Regions from separate parts of the Mus musculus genome. Here regions 1, 3, 4, 5, 6 and 7 are each linked to region 2. Evidence: chromatin contacts called from public HiCAR-type, HiChIP or PLAC-seq and promoter capture Hi-C data. All regions are on one chromosome and are shown on one strand. The core of a region is the stretch at or near the end of the contact, and the rest is flanking DNA. Distances in the headings are between cores, read along the strand shown.

The links. Promoter capture Hi-C pulls out the DNA fragments that hold promoters and counts their contacts. HiCAR-type assays count read pairs that join an accessible place to other places. HiChIP or PLAC-seq counts read pairs in DNA pulled down with a chosen protein or histone mark.
Region 1: an H3K27ac HiChIP or PLAC-seq map of embryonic stem cells shows a contact between it and region 2, with 10 times the contacts expected there. The contact joins the enhancer-like site here to the promoter of Hmgxb4 in region 2. A contact is called at or near these places in 7 of 39 promoter capture datasets (the 3T3-L1 cell line, cranial neural crest, frontonasal cranial neural crest and 4 more) and 4 of 115 datasets of contacts at active chromatin or transcription factors (astrocytes, embryonic stem cells and large pre-B cells).
Region 3: a promoter capture Hi-C map of stem cell-derived epiblast-like cells shows a contact between it and region 2, with 2.9 times the contacts expected there. The contact joins the promoter of Arhgap10 here to the promoter of Hmgxb4 in region 2. A contact is called at or near these places in 3 of 39 promoter capture datasets (hematopoietic stem and progenitor cells, liver and stem cell-derived epiblast-like cells) and 1 of 115 datasets of contacts at active chromatin or transcription factors (astrocytes).
Region 4: a contact with region 2 is called in an H3K27ac HiChIP or PLAC-seq map of embryonic stem cells, with 3 times the contacts expected there. The contact joins the promoter of 1700030K09Rik here to the promoter of Hmgxb4 in region 2. A contact is called at or near these places in 7 of 39 promoter capture datasets (the C10 cell line, cranial neural crest, embryonic stem cells and 4 more) and 4 of 115 datasets of contacts at active chromatin or transcription factors (astrocytes, embryonic forebrain, embryonic stem cells and 1 more).
Region 5: an H3K27ac HiChIP or PLAC-seq map of embryonic stem cells shows a contact between it and region 2, with 10 times the contacts expected there. The contact joins the promoter of Cherp here to the promoter of Hmgxb4 in region 2. A contact is called at or near these places in 9 of 39 promoter capture datasets (the 3T3-L1 cell line, cranial neural crest, embryonic stem cells and 6 more), 1 of 484 Hi-C or Micro-C datasets (B cells) and 7 of 115 datasets of contacts at active chromatin or transcription factors (embryonic midbrain, embryonic stem cells, extraembryonic endoderm stem cells and 4 more).
Region 6: a HiCAR-type map of astrocytes shows a contact between it and region 2, with 10 times the contacts expected there. The contact joins the promoter of Slc35e1 here to the promoter of Hmgxb4 in region 2. A contact is called at or near these places in 8 of 39 promoter capture datasets (cranial neural crest, embryonic stem cells, frontonasal cranial neural crest and 5 more), 7 of 115 datasets of contacts at active chromatin or transcription factors (astrocytes, craniofacial prominence, embryonic hindbrain and 4 more) and 1 of 9 other capture datasets (embryonic stem cells).
Region 7: a contact with region 2 is called in a promoter capture Hi-C map of liver, with 4 times the contacts expected there. The contact joins the promoter of Prmt9 here to the promoter of Hmgxb4 in region 2. A contact is called at or near these places in 2 of 39 promoter capture datasets (embryonic stem cells and liver).

What each region holds. Positions count from the first base shown.
Region 1 is chr8:72,520,449-72,523,148 of GRCm38.p6, forward strand. The region is part of intron 1 of Med26 (mediator complex subunit 26); the gene reads right to left. Among named protein-coding and RNA genes, the nearest start is that of Med26, 27 kb to the right of the region's middle. Within about 2 kb of position 1,418, at least 7 of the 459 cell types and tissues checked have an H3K27ac peak or open chromatin away from gene starts, as enhancers often do. A contact at or near this core is called in embryonic stem cells, where this site is marked.
Region 2 is chr8:74,992,254-74,994,953 of GRCm38.p6, forward strand. Hmgxb4 (HMG box domain containing 4) reads left to right here and starts at 1,397. Exons shown (of 11, transcript NM_178017.2): 1 at 1,397-1,496.
Region 3 is chr8:77,516,466-77,519,165 of GRCm38.p6, forward strand. It overlaps Arhgap10 (Rho GTPase activating protein 10), which reads right to left and starts at 1,442. Exons shown (of 23, transcript NM_030113.2): 1 at 1,165-1,442. The coding sequence starts at 1,318. 0610038B21Rik (RIKEN cDNA 0610038B21 gene) reads left to right here and starts at 591. Exons shown (of 1, transcript NR_028125.1): 1 at 591-2,113.
Region 4 is chr8:72,442,502-72,445,201 of GRCm38.p6, forward strand. It overlaps 1700030K09Rik (RIKEN cDNA 1700030K09 gene), which reads left to right and starts at 1,379. Exons shown (of 8, transcript NM_028170.2): 1 at 1,379-1,488; 2 at 2,249-2,700. The coding sequence starts at 2,250. Calr3 (calreticulin 3) reads right to left here and starts at 1,277. Exons shown (of 9, transcript NM_028500.3): 1 at 1,092-1,277; 2 at 894-995. The coding sequence starts at 1,182.
Region 5 is chr8:72,473,812-72,476,511 of GRCm38.p6, forward strand. It overlaps Cherp (calcium homeostasis endoplasmic reticulum protein), which reads right to left and starts at 1,422. Exons shown (of 18, transcript NM_138585.3): 1 at 1,247-1,422; 2 at 801-974. The coding sequence starts at 1,271.
Region 6 is chr8:72,491,289-72,493,988 of GRCm38.p6, forward strand. It overlaps Slc35e1 (solute carrier family 35, member E1), which reads right to left and starts at 1,326. Exons shown (of 6, transcript NM_177766.3): 1 at 878-1,326; 2 at 554-624. The coding sequence starts at 1,298.
Region 7 is chr8:77,547,997-77,550,696 of GRCm38.p6, forward strand. Prmt9 (protein arginine methyltransferase 9) reads left to right here and starts at 1,401. Exons shown (of 12, transcript NM_001081240.3): 1 at 1,401-1,740. The coding sequence starts at 1,552.

The DNA.
Region 1 (2,700 bases), core at 168-2,667, 2.5 Mb before region 2:
GCACGCCTTTAATCCCAGCACTTGGGAGGCGGAGGCAGAGGCAGGCATGTTTCTGAGTTTGAGGCCAGCCTGGTCTACAAAGTGAGTTCCAGGACAGCCAGGGCTCTACAGAGAAACCCTGTCTTGAAAAACCTATCACAAAGTCAACCTGAAACAAATGCCTGTGCTGTAAGGAAATAACAGGTCCACAAAGGCAACTGTGGCAACTGGACAGACAAACTAGGAAAGCACAGGAAAGTAAGGAAAGCCCTCCTAAACATATATTCTTACTCTGTAAAATTTATTTTTAATTTCGTGTGTGTGTTTTGTCTGCATGTATGTATGAAGACCAGATGCATGCCTGGTAAGAGGGCATCCTGGAACTGTACTGGTAGATGGTTGTTAGCCACCATTTAGGTGCTAGGAACCTAGGTCCTCTTTAAGAGCAGCTAGCTCCATATTTCTTAATTTTGGCAGTACTGGAGTCAGGACCCTGCGTAAGCTAGGCAAGTGCTCTATCAAGGAGCATCTCCACCCCCACCCCCAAGTACGGCTTTAGCTACACAGCTTTGGACACAAGAGTAGTGGCTAAGGCGGCAGTGAAGCCAAAGATCTCAGACTGACTAGAATTGACAGGGATAAGTGACTGGTGGAACAATTAGCTACAAAAGAAAATATGTAAGACACAAGACAATGGAGAGCTAAAGAGCCAGCTTGCAGAGAAGAGCCAGGAACCTGCTTGCAGGAGAAAGGGCCTCTTTGCTGGACCCACACTTCACCCATGGTGACTAGGGGCACACCACCAGCTACACACACACACACACACACACACACACACACACACAGATGGGATATAGCATGAATAGCAGTTTAGCTGGTCTTGGCTACTTTGTGAGTTCTTTTTTGCCACCCTTTATCCCCCACCTCCTGTTTCACCCCCATAACACTATATAGGAGAGAGAGAGAAATTAGGAAAATTCCTGAATCTAATTTCTTTCCTTTTATTTCTTTTGTTTCTTCTTTGAATATGGCTACAAACAAACCACAACTGATATCCCTAAATGACTGACCACCACCACCCCCTCTCTCAGGACCCTAGCATTTATAAAGTCTCTGAAAACTTCCCAGAATTCCAAACATCACACAACCACAGGAATTATCTACAGCTGGCAAAACCACGCTCCTGCTAGAGCACAAGGCAAATCAAGGTCAGCTACTACAGACAGTCCGAAGCAGTCCCACATCCCTACACCTGGGATTAAAATGAAAGCACTTATTTATTTTTTGGTTGTTCGTGACAGGGTTTCTCTGTGTAGCCCTGGCTGTGCTGGAACTCACTTTGTAGACCAGGCTGACCTCAAACTCAGAAATCCGCCTGCCTCTGCCTCCAGAGTGCTGGGATTAAAGGCGTGCGCCACCACGCCCGGCTTATTCTTATTTTTGTGTTGTAAATGTAACTTTTATTCACCTGAGGTAATTGTTGTTTTAGTCTTACTTACTGCCTCTATCTGCTTCTCTATGTCTAGTCCTGGAAGCTTCTAGCCTACATACAATCTATTCTAGGCCTAGAAAGTTTTCAACCTGTGAGACTTACTGCTGAATAAGCTCACCCTTTCTAGTTCTGAGCTGATTCAACTCAGCTGTTCTGGCTCAACTTCCTCTCCATACTAACTGATTCAATCTGGCTTCTTTTTCTCAACTTCTCCTAAATTGCTCTACTTGGTTTCAAACTAACTCTAGCAATCTGTTCTAATCTTCTGGCTCCTTCTCATTCTCTGGCAAGATCTGTCTTTATCTGTGTCTAGCTTTGTGCTCTCTTCCACCTGTTTCTGCAAAACTGCCTCCTCTTTCTTTTTTCTTTTTCTTTTTCTTCTTTTTTCTTTCCCTCTATAATTAGCTTCCCTTTTCTCTCCTTGGGAGAGTTAGACATATCATATCCTATTGTCAAATTTTTCTGATTCGTAACTTTGTCTGCCACTCAATTAGACAACACTTTCAAATATGGATGTTTCCTTCTACAAACTTATTTTTCTTCATTGTTTGGGATTAAAGCTGTGTACTAAGGGTGTGTCCTTATTCCAGCCAGAGCAATTAAAGGGATGTGCTAAGGGCTGAGCCACACCACAACTAGAAACAAGTTTTTTTCAGTAAATAACAAAATCTCAGAGTTCAAAATGCAGTCAAATATCCTGAAACACTGTTTTTTTTAAAGAATCCAAAATTCCCAAATTGTCACCATGTTTCTCCTTTCTGTTTTAAGCCATTTATTATGCTGGGTGGAAATTATAAACAGAGACATTTTCAATGGAATAGGCGTTTTTCAGGTCAGTGACAAGGTTTTCAGGTGACCTCACCTGCTATTTCTACTGGAGTGGCTTTGCCTTTGATGTAGGGATATAAAAACAGCTGAGCAATCCTATTACCTGCATCAAATTGCATCTCTCTACATAGACCTTAATTTTATTTTCTCCTTTGAAATTTTCATTTACAATCCTGGATGTACAATGAATCGTTGGGAAGTCAACCCACCGCTGCTCTTCCAGAGGTCCTGAGTTCAATTCCCGGCAACCACATAGTGGCTCACAACCACCGGTAATGAGATCTGATGCCCTCTTCTGGTGTGTTTGAAGTCAGTTTCAGTATCCTCATATACATAAAATAAATCTTTAAAAAAAAAAAAAGATGTTTATCTGTGGCCAAGTCTAGAGCAGATTTGCCTCA
Region 2 (2,700 bases), core at 147-2,646:
AGGGTTGAAAAGAGGGAACATGATCTAATTATATTTATATATAAGAATTAATAGTAGTGCATGATTTTAATCTCAGTGTTCAGGAGGCAGAAGCAGGAGGATTTCTGTGAATTTCAGGCAAGCCTTGTCTACATAATGAGTTCCAGGACAGCCAGGGCTGCTTCCTCCACCCATCCCTCCCGCCAAAACTGCCTACCTCCTGTGACTTTGACAAAGCAAAACAGAAGAGAAATTCCTCCCTAGAGCAGATGAAGGCTGGGTCTTTTCAGTGAGGAGGGCACCAGCTTCTGGTTGCCCTGATGGAGTGAGCACTGTTCACACAGAAGGCTATTATATACTTACACTATGCTACAAAAACAGAGTCTTTATATTAAACCAGGCTCTGGAAATTGTAAATGCTATTGATTTATTGAGTTCTCCTCAATAAATCAGAAGAAACTGTTTTCTCCTGTTTCTTAGAGAAAGAGTAACTTATTTATTTCCATTTTGTGTGTTTTTAGGGGACATTCCTGTGGCAGTCAAACTTGCATGAATCAGTTCTCTCTTTCCACCATGTAAATTTCCGGTGTCAAACACATACCCAGAGATTTGGTGTAAAATATTTTAACCCACTGAACCAATTCACCAGTCCTCTTAACACTTAAACAAAAATTGGTGTGAGCGGTGTAATAATTTGGTGAGAAAACAGCTTGTCTTACAAGTGTATGGTCTTCCACTTCACCTGGGCTACTCTCCAGATGTAAATGCTAAATTACAAATAAATACGGCTATTAACCCTTATCGCTCTGAGTCCGGCAAAGAACAGATTGTCTTGAAATAAACAGCATAACATTCTGTCTTAAATACAAAAGATTTAGGGGTAAAAGGAGAACAAGAAGGGCTACTATTAGGTGACCAGAAAGGACCGAGATTGCGGAGAAGGACCCATGAGTTCCTAAAAGAGAATACAAAGCTAATTGTCTAATTTTAAGTCTGTCATGAAATTTTCGAGGTTTGTATAAGCACGTGGTAGATAAGTACATAAAATTGTAACTGACAGTGAACGTATAAAATCCAAAGCCAAGCTCCATTGCTTCAGAACGACTGTTCTAATTGCATAGAAGTTTACGGAGCTGTAAAGACTTTGGGTTGGGGCAGGTGTTTGGCTACATTAATCTAATTGCCTGATATTTTTTATTCGCAATTTCTTTACAGAAAGATATTTTTATTGAAGAATAAACAGGAGACTTTTGAAATTATTTGTTTAGACCGAGAAGAGATTTCTAGACTAAACCTGCAACGGAGGAGTGTATTCTCAAACGGTACCGCGACCGCGCTCAACAAGCAGGTTTATTCGATGCGCTCGACGCTCTTTCGCCGGCGCGGTAGCCCCGCTGCAGTAGGAGTCTGCGCTCTGGGCTCGACTGAGGCGCCCTTGTTGCTCGCGCTTTTCTCTCCTTCTCCAAGATGGCGGCCGTCGGCGGCGCTGAGGCGGGATCCGAGCGAGCCGAGTGAAGGTAGCGGCGAGCGGAGCCCCCACCAGACCCGTCCGGACCCCCACCCCGGGGCGGCAACGGCCCCGCCCGGCCTCCGCCCACCGCTCCGGCCCCCCGACACCGTCCGGGAGGCGCTTCAGGCCCGCCGCGGCCTAGCTCGGGGGCCAAGCCGGGAACTGGAGTAGCGGCTGCAGCCGCCCCGGGGAAGGGGCTCGAGCGGGCCGCAGGAGGAAGGCGGCGGGAGCTGTTCAAACGGGGAAGGCGGGAAAGCTGCGGGGCCGGGAGGGGGCGTGCGGCCGCCCCAGGGACCCGCGGCCCGCGCCGCCCCTCCCCCTGCGCCGCTGTCTGGGCGCTCCGGGGCGCCGGAGGCCGACGGGACGTGGGAACACGGGTCGGGCGGAGCGCGGCATGGGAGCCGGGGCGCGGGCTACCTGGGGCTGTCAGGAAGAGAGGTCCCGGGCCGGCGGGCGGGAGGGCTGGGCGCGCGGTGAGCGGCGAGCGGGAGAGGATGCCCGGAGCTTCCTGCGCTGCGCAGAGCTTTGTTGAACTAGCGGTTGCAGCAGACCTGCCGAGGTTATCACAGCGGGGACCCCGGGAACGGTGGTCTTGGGGACTGTATGGATAAACGATCTCGTATTGTGTGTGTTCTTTGCGTGCGACTCAGTTTGAACATGCCTTCTTAATTGGAGTCATCTCCATACAGGCCCATTTCCCCCTCCACAACCACTACTTGTAGGTTCACTTTAGTTTATATCATATAGCAGACAAGATATGTCTACCACCCACCCACCCCACCCTTGTTTCCAGTACTGGCTGATTCTATACCCTCGTAGCAAAATACATTTTTAAAAACTGCATCCAAAGTAAAGCCTGTTGATTATGGCTTGTCAAAATTTGGATCGCTGAACTCGTGGAACCGAGTATGTTATCAGCCAATCTGTGCAGTGGTCGTGGTTCCAGTTAGCATTGCAGTGAGAAGATTCAGTGCGCCTTTCTGGCTATGGAGATCTCTGCAAGTTGCGAAGCTGGCAGGGGCTGGAGTGCTGCATAGGTGGGTCCTTGGAAAAGGGTGTGGCAAGAACTCCAACAGATCCAAGAAGGAAGGAAACCCACTGAAGTAAGAATTCACCTGTGCTATCCTAGAAGTAGCAACAAAATATCAGAATCTGCCAACAGCTGGATGTGTTTCTTCCTTTGACTGCATGGACTGGCAATCTAAGTTCCT
Region 3 (2,700 bases), core at 192-2,691, 2.5 Mb after region 2:
GATTGGGTGGATGAGAATGTACACTCAGTACGTTTTAATCTTCCTGGACACAAAACGGTGGGGTGAAAATGTACCTGGGGTGTTTTTTCCAGGGGTGCTGTCTACAAACAAATGGAATAAACGCCCAGAGATGGAGAGTATTGAGCCAGGGAACCTAACCAACCCAAGAGGATAGGTAGAGCACCTATGCTTGGCTCCTGCACTATCAGGCCTTTTAAGGAGGGAAAGGGGTGTTCGCAATAACTCAAGGAATGAATTCAGGGTTCCAGGGTGGCCTGGATGCCAGCACCTGGTCCTGGAGAACGCCCATTTATAGAACATTACAACCGTTTCTGCACAAATTTCAACCAGCCTCTACTCCTAAGACTCACTACAGCTTCGATACACCTCTCTTTCTGTTGTCTTCAGAGGTGGCTTGAGGGTGTGTTAGCTTGCTTGTTTGAATACAGATGGAACTGAGGTGGCCAGCTTCGAGCATGAAGAGTAGAATTTCCTACTCACAGGCACTTCTCGCAGGCCAGAACCTGGAGCAGTCTGCCCACTGACCCTTTCAACCCCTAATCTTTGAACCCGCCTCAGCACAAGACAGAGGAATGTGCAGAAGGCAGCACAAAGCCAGGTAGACTTTCTGGTTTAGCTCACGAGGGACGTAGGTCGGTGCTGTCGCGCAAGGCAGAAAGGGGATACATAAGAGGTGTAACTTAAAGGACTTTTGACGATATCAACTACAGGCAGAGTCCCAAAGCATTTCCAAAAAAAATTACTTGGAAATGTTAGGAGACAAAACTATCAAACTGATTGATGTCTCTATTTTGCGGGAGACTGGAAGCAGCGTTAGGGCGCAGTAAAACCTGACTCCGGAGCAGAGCCTCCATTCGCTCCGGCCGGCGCCAAAGCGTGCTCAGCTGGGCCAGGCGGGAGCCCCGGGGCAGCTCCCACGCACAGCTCCTCGCTCCCGCGCCACCGAGGGCCAGGATCGGGGAAAGGAACGCGCCCGAACCTCCTGGGAGAGGAATGCCCTGGAGCTTATCTTATCCCCTAAGGAATCGCCTATTCCTCCAGCCCGGTCTTAGGAGCACTGAGCCATCCCACTTGGCCGGGGAAGACGATCCTCCCGCCTTCCTCGCCACGCCGCAGCCCGAACGCGAACAGGACCCCGCTTACTTTTGGTGGCAGAGATGAGGTTCTTGCCGTCTTTGATGAGCTCTTTGATGAACTTGTTGGTCCTCTCGAGCTCCGCTTCGTGCGCGCGGATCCTCTCCCGGAACCACGGGCTGTCGAGGTAGCAGTCGCTAAACTCCAGGGGCTGCAGCCCCATGACTGCGGCGGTGCGCGCGGGCGCAGGCCGAGCTGGGCTCCCAGGCGGCGGCAGCGAGCGGCTAGCAGGGCTGAGCGCGCGGCGAGCGCAGCACGGTCATGTCCAGCCCAGCCCAGCGACCCTGGAGAGTACGCGGCGCAGCTCCCCAATCCCGGCAGCCCCCGGCAGCAGCAGAGGCCGCCGCCCGGCCCCGCCCCGCCTCGGGCGCGCCCGCCCCGCCCCGCCCCCGCCCGCACGCCCCTGCTCTCCCGCCCGGGCGCCTTCGGCTCTCCTCCTCCCTGCCCTTCCCCGAACGCCTCTTCCTTCTCTTCCCCACGCGCAGTCGCCCCTCCTCTTCCTTCCGAGGCAGCGGCGATGGAGAACGTAGTCTGTGCCCTCCACCCCCGGACGCCTGCACCTCCCCGATCTCGGCTCACAAGGTCCAGGTGACTCAGGCTGGTCCCCGAAGTGGACGCCTGACCGAACGGGATGGTGGGTTTGTAATAGCAGGCCTCGGTCCCCGAGATCAGACGACTTAAAAGTCGGGGCGGGTGGAAATGATTGACTCATTTTATCTGTGTACCGAAGGAAGGGTGCTTCGCTGTGCAAGGGCTCGCACGCCGGGTGCTCTCTCTCCTTGTCTAATCAGCTGCCTTCGCGGGAATGCTTAACGTCTCCAACTCAGCGTGGACTCTACAGATTCTAGAACATTTTTCTTCGTGTCCATACTGAATGGCTTAGGACAAGGGAGCGTGTGGCTAAACCGCGTTGACCCTGCTTGTGTTCTATTCTGGAGATTAAATTTACACGGGTAGGAGAGGCGATCTGCTAAAAATAGCCCGCCGAAAGTAAATGCCAGACTTTTTGTGGTTTTTCACCATGGGAGGCTGCGTGGACAAGTGTGAATTCGTGTCAGTGCGCCCACAAAACTCCTTTCCTATTCCATGCGTTCTAAAGCAGAACTCAATACCTTCCTCAAATGTATACAGCAAATCTTACACTGGAGACACTTTATCAACTAGCAATTTTTAAGCAATTAACATGTGCCAGGTGCACACATGGCATACATTTTTCACAAACTCACAACACATGTTTACATGTAAAGGTTTAATGATGGTAATAGTACCAGGAAACTTCAAAGTGATTCTTTAAAAACGTTCCGACTGAGTGCAGTAATTAAGAGTTTGTTTGGCCCGTGAGCTGTAGGAGGAGTCTTAACCCTCTGGGAAGCATCTAAATATGCCTACTCTATAAACTCTGTTAAATAACAGCACCATTTGAGTGCCACAGATGAGGCCACTTTAATGTCCATCCTCAGACTTCAAAAGACTTTTACCAATAACTCCTAGGCAGTTTGAAAGGTTCATTTCCTACTAAAATCAGCAAGGAGTCTACCGAGGAAA
Region 4 (2,700 bases), core at 129-2,628, 2.5 Mb before region 2:
AAGAAAATACAATTTAATTATTTATTTATTCGTTCATTTTGTGGGGTTGGGGCATGTGCCAAGGTTAGAGAACAACTTGTGGGCATAGGTTCTCTCCTTCCACCCTGTAGGTTCTGGGGATCAAACTCAGGTTACCAAGCTTGGCCACAGGCCAATCTAGCTGGCCCCACTTTTCATTTTGATTTCCCCTCTTTTTGTTTTGTGCCAAGACCTGGCTGTATCTTAGGGTGGGCCAGAGCTCACTCTATAGCTAGGCTGGTCTTGAACTTGTGATTTTCCTGCCTCATGAAGACCCTGGAGTGCTAGGATTCTAGGTTGTGCTACAGCATGGTTCCAATTTTCATGAAGTGAGATGATCTTGGGCAACTACTGAAAAATGCCAACACAGTCATTCCTGTTGACTCCAGTTGTCATTCCAGCACTTTCTGAGCACCTCCACTGTCATTCCAATCCACACTCAAGGTGCATACTGCCTCCAACATACATAGATGTGGAAAAAGTAACCAGCACTTGGGAGGCTGAGAGTTAGAGCCATCTAGGGCTACATGAGACTGCTCAAAGACTAAACCAAAACACACTTCGGTCAATTTTTTTTTTTTTTTCTTTTTCCAAGACAGGGTTTCTGTGTAGCCCTGGCTGTCCTGTAACTCACTCTGTAGACCAGGCTGGCTTCGAACTCAGAAATCCACCTGCTTCTGCCTCCTGAGTGCTGGGATTAAAGGCGTACGCCACCACCGCCCGGCTACTCTGGTCAATCGTAAAGGAATGTAAACCCAAACAGGGTATTGCAGAGCCTGCATGTGCCTCAGTGTCCTGGCTTGAACGGTGGGTGCGTTGTCAGGGTGCCATGAGGTTTCTAACTCTACTCTATTTGCTCCCGATTCTACACTAACCTTTGTCTTTCTCTTTATGCCCATAGAACTTCCCCGATGAGACTCTGAAGTGCCCAAACTGGGAGTCATTGGTGGACTGCACCCAGCGGTTCCTCCAGCGCTCTGTGGGGAGACAGGAGGGTTAGTGGTGCAAAGCGCACGGGTCCATATCATAGATGGTGGACACAGGCCACCAGCCACCACGGCAATCGCCTTCACCTCCGTCTAGAAACTCCTCCTGGAAGTACACAGTGGCTAGTGCCACGCGCAGCACACAGATGGCCCAGAGCAATGCACGAGCCGAGACCATAGCTGCACGTGCGACTTCAACTCTCTGCTCTCAGGCGTCCGTACCGCTTGACGGGCGCAACTCAGAAACTACAACTCCCGGCATGCCTTGGGATTATGACCTGGGGACGCTAATGGGTGCGCTGAAATTACTGGTCCCGTGACGCCCGGGATTGTGACCTGAGTTGCTCATTGGTGGGTGGAGCGCGGTGGCCGACGGGAAATGTAGTCTCTAGTTGCTCTGGCGCTGTCTCCTGAGGCAACCGCACACTGGGGCCTATACTTTGAGGCTGAAGCCTAGCGGGAAGAAGCCAACGCAGCTACTCAGGTGACCTCACAGTGATCAAGTGGGTTGGCAAGGGGCTTCAGGAAAACGGGCGGCATACCCACACCAGAGGTTCCTCATCTGGAGAGCGATGGGGCATGATCCCTTAGGGCTTGCAAACAATAGCGAGGAAACTGAGTATAGGCAGTGTTATTAGCATGGAGAAGAACTCCAGGTGCTGTGTGATATGGGTCCTCTCAGTTGTGTATCCTGGTTACAGGTTCCAGAGCAGGTACAGATATAGGTACGAATCTGGACGCCTGTCCTCAAATCTCTCTGAGATTCTTTGGTTTTTTTTTTTTTTTTTTTTTTTTAGATTTATTTATTTATTATATGTAAGTACACTGTAGCTGTCTTTCAGACACTCCAGAAGAGGGCATCAGATTTCGTTATGGATGGTTGTGAGCCACCATGTGGTTGCTGGGATTTGAACTCGGGACCTTCAGAAGAGCAGTCGGCGCTCTTAACCACTGAGCCATCTCACCAGCCCCGATTCTTTGGTTTTGAGCTCACTCAACCTTACCAGTTCTTATGCCTGTCCCACACGCCCTACAGCTTATTAAAAGAAATACTTTTATCTGGGTGGTGGTGGCATACACCTTTGATCACAGCACTTGGGAGGCAGGCCTGATCTAAGGAGCTCCCAGGAAAACCAGAGCTATACAGGGAAACCTTATCTTGAAAAAAATAAAAACAAAACAAAAAGTATACTTATACAGTGAAGTACTTTTAAAGGCTGAAAACACAATCTTTATTTTCCTAGAATGGCTTCCACAAGAAGACCCTTTGGCCCTCCACGTAGTGGTTTTGACTTAAGGGATATGTTCTTAGATAGCTCGAGGATGGAAGAGATCAGAAACTTACAAGCCCGAAGTCTTGGCCAAGTGACACCTGGGCAGAGCAGAATCTTAAAGAGAAACCAAACGATGGACGAGAAATATTTGATGCCCAAAGAGGAGGCCATGGCAGGGAGGGGGGTGAGTCTGGGCTTGAGGCCTCCCACCATCTCCTCCAAGACCAGAGCCAGTGAGGCCCTTAGGAAACTGGCCCAGATTGAAACCAAGATCCTGAATCGGAAGCAGGTGCCCATGGCTTGGTCTGATGTGGAGTCTGACTCCACATCCATCGAGCAGAGTCTTCCTAAGAGGACAGGTGCAGCTTCTGTTTCTTCCCAGTACCCACACAGAACTTTCCAGAAACAAGTGAACAAAACAT
Region 5 (2,700 bases), core at 172-2,671, 2.5 Mb before region 2:
CTTGGGTATGCTGAAAAGCTGATGCAGGAAGGCTGCTTTGAACTGGAAGCTAGGCTGGATAACATACTGCCAGGCCAACCTGGGATATGGTGTGAGGCCCTTAAAGACCAGCTGTGCTTCTTCACTCATTTTCCTTTTTCTTTTGTTTTTTTTTTTTTTTTTTTTTAGGCAGTCTATGTAGTCTTGCCTGTACTGGAACTTGTACAATCAGTTGGCCACAAACTCACAGAGATCGACCTGCCTTTGCCTTCTAAGTGTTGAGATTAAAGCGGTGGTCCCATCATCCCTGGCTCTAAACTTTTTATTATTTCTATTATTTTTAATCATATTTTTCTTGATGTTTAAATCTAGTTTACAAAACTAGCTCTAGAACAGTCAGGACTACACAGAGAAACCCTATCTCGAAAGCAAAAAAAAAAAAAAAAAAAAAAGGAAAAGAAAAACGTTGCAAAAACTAAAGGGAAAGCTTTTTGATCTATGCACCTGAAATGCAGAAAGCTATGGTCTCAGCCTGCAGAAAGGCTGCACAGTTTGCACAGTTCCCACCTTCCTGCAGATCCGCAATTGCCTCTGCAAAGACCACCCAGGGACCACTCCCGACCCAAAAGCCTGGATAGAGAATATATGATAGTCTCTCCTTATGACACACAGATCCAGCAGTCTATCTTGGTACAGGGCTCCGGGTAGGACAGAAGAACGGCTGCTCTGCTCTGCAGAGGAAACTTGCAACTCTAAAGAAATTGGCTGCGGCGGGGCCCGCATTGAACCCCGAGGCGGCTGAGGGCCTGAGGGGAACTCACGCTGTTGCTGCTCCAGTGCCAGCTTGCACTTGTAGTAACTGTAGAACTCGCCTCCAAACAGAAACGAGAACTTAGGGTTGTCCTTCTGCTTCTCCATCGTCATTTTCTCGAACTCGGGTCCGTTGCGAGCCACAAACTGAGCGAGCTTATCGATGACATTTCGAAGCTCCTGATCTGCAAAACAGAGGAAAAGGCGTCAGTGGGGGCAGCCTGACCCGGGGACCAGGCCGGGGTCCTCTGGGGCGGGCCACTGCAAGGCGGTGGTGTACGGGTCCTGACTAGGGCCAAGCGCGCGCCAGGAATGCGGGGAACCACGGAGAGGCCGAGGGAGGAGCGGCGAGGCCGCAGCGCGCTCCGTCACTGGCCCGGCAACGCGAGGAGGCACGGCTGGCCGGCGGGGGCACACGAGAAGAACCCAACGACCTCAGCTCAGGGACCGGCCTCACCATCTGGCGGCATCGGCATCTCCATGGCTGCAGCCACTGGCAACGTCCTCCGCCGCCTCACGATCGCTTACCAGCACCGGCCACAGAAGCCGGCCGGAAGTGGCGCGAAGGGCGACGTTTACGACGGCCTCGCGGGCCGCTTCGCGCGCCATTTACGGCTGTCGCTGGGAAACACCGGAAGTGAAGACCGGAGGAGGGCGGGAAGGGACTGCGTGAGGACTCCAGAGAAGGATGGCCTAGTGAGACGCATGCGCGTGAGCCTCTTTGCGCATGCGGCGGCCCGGCCGCTGTTCCCCGACGCGCTGGAGCGTGAGAAGCTGCGCCGGCGGTACTCTGGGTTTCTGCTGCGTTCTTGCGAACGCGTGCACTCCCAGGCCTCTGCGTCTTTCACATCCTTTTACGCCATCCAGAAGGCGGGATCGGCAGGTGATGGTTTTGGCGAATCACACCTCACTCGGCTCCTGTTCCGATATGCTCCTTCTGGGTAAGAATTTTGAGCATTGGGGCTCCACAACATCACATCAGACCGACGTGGAGCAAAGACATCTCTTCTGAAGCGACTATAGACGTTCTATGGAAGGAGAAGCGGAAGCTGCGTCAACACCCCATCCCTTCTGTTTATTTATATTATTACTTACTCCTGGTTTTTGAATATTAGGTCTCATAGAGCCCAAGCTGATCTCTAACTCCCCACACAGCCTTAGATAATCTTGCACTCCCGATCCTCCTCTTAGCTCTTAAGTACTGAGATGACAGGCGTGTGCCACCACCACACCAGGGTTACAGGATACTGGGGATGGAAGACAGGACTGGCTGCATGTTAGGCAATCACTGAGATATACCATCGACCTTTAGAAAGAAAAAAAGATTTATATTTTGCCGGGCATGGTAGCGCACGCCTTTAGTCTCAACACTTGGGAGGCAGTGGCAGACAGATCTCAAGTTCAAAACCAATTTGGTCTACAAAGAGTTTCAGGATAGCCAGGACTATACAGAGAAACCCTGTCTCGAAAACAAAGGTTTAATTATGTGTCAGGTGGGTTTGTGTACGTGACTTCAGGGCCTAAAGAAGCTGGAAGCAGGCACAGGATCTACAGCACTGGCATGATTTACTTTCTGAGTTTGTGCTGGCCACTAAGCCCTTAGTGATCCTTTGAGCCTGTTATGCCAGGGTCTCCGACTTTTCCTAATTGGATATTCTTACTGCTGGAAGCACCACACCACGATTATATGAGGAGGAAGGAGGAAGTTGAGCCTAGCAGGTATCCTGATCCCTATGCCCTTCCTGTAACTCCTGTCTTGCCTGCTGTGAAGCCCCTTTATAATGTCCTACTCTTGGAGCTGCAGAGATAGCTCAATGGTGATGTGCTTGTCATGGGAGCAGGACCACCTGAGTTCAGGTCCAAGAATTCAGTGTAAAAACCAGACAACAGCAGCACAGGCCTGCAATCCCC
Region 6 (2,700 bases), core at 76-2,575, 2.5 Mb before region 2:
AGATCCAGACAACCCCTACCAACCATTCTGTCTAGTGACAGAAAAACTAGGACATGATAGTTTGTAAGTTCGTCAGGACCAGGCCTGACAACTTGAATCTGATCCCAGGTATCCACAAGGTGAAAACTGTCCTCTGACTTCCATACACGTGGCAATGCACAACACACACACATAAATAAACATTAGAAAATAAAATAAGAGAAGGAAAACTTGTCCCAACTTAATTTGTTGGTGACTTGCTAAAATGGAACCAAAGACATCACCTACCACCAATCCCAGAGTCGGAATCATAACAGAAAAGAACAGTGGACGCCAGAGGGATGTGGCGCTCAGGGACAACAAGCAAGAGATTATGTGGTGATATCGCCCCATTCACACACACATCTGCTGTCTGAAAGGTGAGTGCGGGATGCTAGGTGCTAGCCACAGGACAAGGCTGACACCTTGACTTCCTTATTTGACAGGAAGCAGGAGGATGCCACGGTCCAACCACGTCATCAACCTGGTCAGCTACTGGGAATCCCGCCTAGCCCAGGGCTTCTGCCAGAGTTACCTTGGTGCTCTGTTTCTCCTTCATGATGATCCGGGACAGGAGGACCACCCAGATGGGCATGGTGGCCTTGACTGCAAGAGAGGAAAAGGCACTCAGTGGGCAGTCCTGGCAACCTGCACACCCGACCCTGAACCTTCCTTCTGTAAGGCTTCCTCTCGATCCCAATAGCTGGAGTCAATTCTGCTAGGCGCTCGGTAAACTCCTCAGACCTTTTCCAACGTGAGAATCCGACGCACCTTGGCGGCGTCTCAGTCAGACGGCCCGCGCACTCGTACCCACACTTCGAAGCCCCAGACAGCGCGCAAAGCCCGCCTCAGCACTTACCGGTGTGCGCGTAGGAGACCGGCACCTTCCAGATGCTGACGTGCGCCGACACCGACGCGAAGTACTTGCCAAAGGCAAGCGGCAGTACGTAACGCGGATAGAAGCGCGGCGGCAGCAGCGGGCCGGACGCCGGATGCGGGCCGGGTCCGGGGCCCGACACGGGTGGCGCGGGCGGCACGCGCCAGGCGCGCAGCAGCGGCGGCAGCCCCGCGCACAGCGCTAGGATGTGGCACAGCGACACGGTGACCGGGAACGGGAAGGCGCTCAAAATCACCTTGTTGACCACGTTACCGCCCGCGCTCAGCGCGTACCATAGTAGACACAGCACCGCCACCCGCGCACCCTCGCGCGCCCCGCCGCCGCCACCCGCGCCCGGGACCCCTGCGCCCGCGCCGGGACCCGCGGTTGCCGCCGCCGCCATCCTGCCCGAGCGGCCGCCCCTTCCCGCCGGACGACCGCCGGACGCGGGCAGGGGGCGGGACAGCCCTGGAGGGCGCGCCGGCAGACGCCGCTCACCATTGGCCCCTGGCCCTTGCGTCATCGCCGCTCGCCATTGGCCACCGCCCCATACGTCATCGTCGCGCGTCCGCCGACGCGCCCGTACACGTCGTCGGCGAGGGCCCTACCCTCACTTAAACGCTTTCCGGGAGGGGGCGGGGCTAAGCCCGGAAGGCGGGCCGTAGGGCCCGCGGGTGGGTTAAGCGCGTTACGTTCTCTCCGGTGACTGGCAGGACTCCGTGGGAGGTGCCGGGCGACGCGGGCCCGCCCACTTGAGGCTGTGGAAGCCGCGTGCCTGGGGCGTAGACAGGGCTTAGATCTTTTAGAAGAAAAGAAACCGATTGCGGTAAATCCTCTGGACTACGCCGGGTCCTCGGAAGCTGTGCGGTAGGTGTCAATTTCCCCTCACAGACCAACCGAGAGAAATCCAGGGTTAAGTGTCTCCTGCGACAGTGTCTTAAGAGCTCAGCTGACCGGTACGATGCTGGGCAAAACCACGAAGGCAGGACTAGACTTACAAAACTCGATTCCCAAGATCGTGTGCTTTTAAGTGAGGGAGAATAGTTGTTCGCGCTCCTTAAAATGTGTTCATTTATGGAGGCGGGCACGAGCGTGTGTATACACATATTGAGGTCAGACGAGTTGAGTCTTTTGTCTCTTTTCTACCATGTGCATCCAGGAAAAGAAACTAACTCTGGCAGCAAGCGTTTATTTGCTGAGCCATCTCGCCAACCTCAATATTCTCCTTTACAGCGTCTCCTTGAATGCCAGGGTGTCTTTCTACCTCACCTATGTTTTGGTTTGCTTTTCTCTGTGTAACAGATTCCTGGCTGTCATGGACTCGATTTGTAGATTAGGCTAGCTTCGAACTCAGAGATTTGCCTGCCTCCGCCTCCTGAGCACCATGCGTAGCTACTCACCCGTTCTTCAAGGTAGACTGTGTTGTACCCTGGGGTTTGCTGGATACTCATCACACATGTGGCAGTCCTTGTGGATCTGAGTAGAAAATGGCCTGGTCCCTCCCAAAGCAGGAGTTTAAGAATATGGTGATAGGACGCTGGGCTTTGTACCCTAAGGCCTTTGTCACAAACTAAATACAAGAGGAATTAGGATCTTTGGACAGAGCAGTGTCAGATGGCCCCACTGATGTGTTTTGGTTGCTTTTATTTCATATTGGATTTGGCCCTGGCAACTCTGGAAGCTTTTTCATTTCACAACAGGTACATGTACTCAGGGCAACCCAGCTGTGGTTTCACCTCCTCAAATGGCCCTGTAATGGGGAGTGGGGCCATTCTGCAACAAACCTCAGAAATTCCTACTGGCTC
Region 7 (2,700 bases), core at 151-2,650, 2.6 Mb after region 2:
GCAATCAAGATAATCACCCACAGCTATGACCAAAGGTTGGACTCTGGGTGAGTCTAGATTCTGTAACATTGCAAACCAAAGTCTCTGTCAAGGACTGGGCTGTGTCTCTCTACCCAGCCTCAGTCTATCACCTCTAAATTATACAGGATGCAAATAACATTATACATCTTTGGTTAAATGTTTACGGGAGTAATAACATTTTTTAAGGTTTAGATAATTTCTAAATGTTTCTAGATAATGCCAATTAATTACATTAACTATGTATATATAAGTAAAATGCTTTTCTAGATTATTACATTGTATAGTTAGAGCACCCTTATGAATTAAGCCAGGAAGAGAGCTTTATTAGGTCTGTCTGAATGTCTCAAGGGAGGGATGCTAGACTGGAACGAGAAAACCCTTCCCACAAGCCAATTAGTCTTTATGTTCTACTCAGTTCCATTAGGTATAGAGGCCTGCCTCTGTATTTCCATCTCACTAAATACTGTATAGTTAAATCCTACATTGCTTAATACACAAAGCATCAAACAAGGACGATATGAATAGCTAGGAAAATACATAGGCAAAATTAAAGAGCAGGAGAAACACTTTTCATCAAGTGCAAGATATATTAAAATTGTCGTTCTGTACATATTCAAATAATTGTGATTAGTTCCTGTCTTCGAAGACCTTTCTTAGGTACATAGGTATCTGCTTACAAGAGTGGATCAGACAATAAGATACTAGAGAAAGCAAAAAGACACATAAAGGATGGACTTGGGAGAACTGGAGAATTTTAGCTTAATATCCAAAATGGTGTATCCTCCATTTCACATTGTTAACCACTGTATGCACCGCTAATCTCTTCAAAATGGGAACAAAAAATAGCTTTCGCTATAATTTCTATACATTGCTTTAAAAGTTTGGATTTATATCTTAGAGGCCACACTTGACATCAGTCTTCTTTGTTAATGTGCATGTCATCAGGAAATTCAGACTCGGCCGTACCCATCCCACTGTTCAACCTTGAAGCAGTTCTCCGTGATGGCCTTTTCCTTTTTTTTTTAGAGTGTGATCCCAAGTTCCACCTCACTGAGTTTTGTGAGAATACTTAATACTAGGAGAGTACACAGTGATTAATTTAAGGAGCTTTTATTTCGTTTTGCAGTAGTGAGTCTGGTGCGATGAGATTCAGAAGGCCTGGAGCTTCGCACAAGCAGGACTAGAGCAGGGTTTGGAATTCGCAGCCGCACTCTCCAGGAGGCAGAGAGAGGGTGGAAACCTTTGGTTGCAGTCTGCCAAAAAACCCCATTCCAGAAAATGACTTTACAGCCTAGTACTCCAAGACCATAGTGGGCCGCGGGGCGCTCCCTGGTGTGACGTCATCACAGCGCTTCGCCGCAGGATGCGCGCGCAGCCCTGTCCGCCGCTGGGAAGGCGGGGCTTCCTGCTGTGTGCACCCAGTGCCTCTGTGCGTCCAGTTGCTGCGACCGGCCCAGGGAAGCGCGCCGTGGAGACTCTTTTCCCGGACGAGGCCATCCTCCTTCGTGGGCTTCCGAGCGAGACTTATCCATGCCGAACTCGAGGCCCAGGCCCCGCCGGGGCGCCGGGGGTGGCGCAGGTGCGGCCGGCCGGGACCGGCTGGTGGCACGGTCCTTGCAGAGTGCTGAGCACTGTCTAGGTGACCAGGACTTCGGCACTGCTTATGCCCATTACCTTCTGGTGCTCAGCCTGGCGCCAGAGCTAAAAGACGACGTGAAGGTGAGGCCTTATTTTTTTCAGTGGCTAGCAAATCCTGTGATCTGAGCAGGAACAACAGGGTATGGTGTGTGTGTGTGTGTGTGTGTGTGTGTGTAACAGAGACGAGAGACAGGGAGAGACAGAGACACCGAGACATACAGAGACAGAGACGGACTCTCCAAGCATCGAATTACTATAGCCTACAGCCCATCTCAATACAGCCAGGTTTTAGTAACAAAAGTCAAAAGTTGTCACACATCTGTTTCAAAATTTCTGCCTCACTTAAGATTCCAAAGGCCTTTTAAATGGGATAGGACTGGGTAGTTCTTTTTCCCCTCCAGTATCTAATTTAAATTAGCCCTGCCTTGTAGGCGTTGCATTATCTTGTGTAGAAAGAATGCTGTGTATCCTGAGGTTGGATAAAGTGTTCAGTCATAAGGAACTTTTAATATTTGTTGATTCGTCTTACTTGCATCAGTTAACCGGTTGAACTACTGTATTTTTTTTTTTTAATGTTAGAATCTCAATTTCAAAAAGTAACTTAATTGCATATACAGTTTTAAGCTGTGGACAGTCTTGCTTTGTTTAGTCCAGAGTTTCTCAACCTGACACTGGTGACATTTTGCACCAGACAGTCCTGTGTCTTCCTTCCTGTTTCACAGCACGGTTTGTCCTCTGCCCACTAGATGTCAGTAGCATTAGGCTTTTGTAGTCCAAAGAAATTTCAGGACCTGTTGGTTTACTTGGAAATATGCTAGTATGTTGGGTCGTTTGTTCCTCTGTGTAGAAAGTAGTAGAATAGTGTGTGTTCCTCTGTGTAGACAGTAGTAGAATAGTGTGTGTTCCTCTATGCAGACAGCAGTAGAATAGTGTGTGTTCCTCTGTGTAGACAGCAGTAGAATAGTGTGTGTTCCTCTGTGTAGACAGCAGTAGAATAGTGTGTGTTCCTCTATGCAGACAGCAGTAGAATAGTGTGTGTTC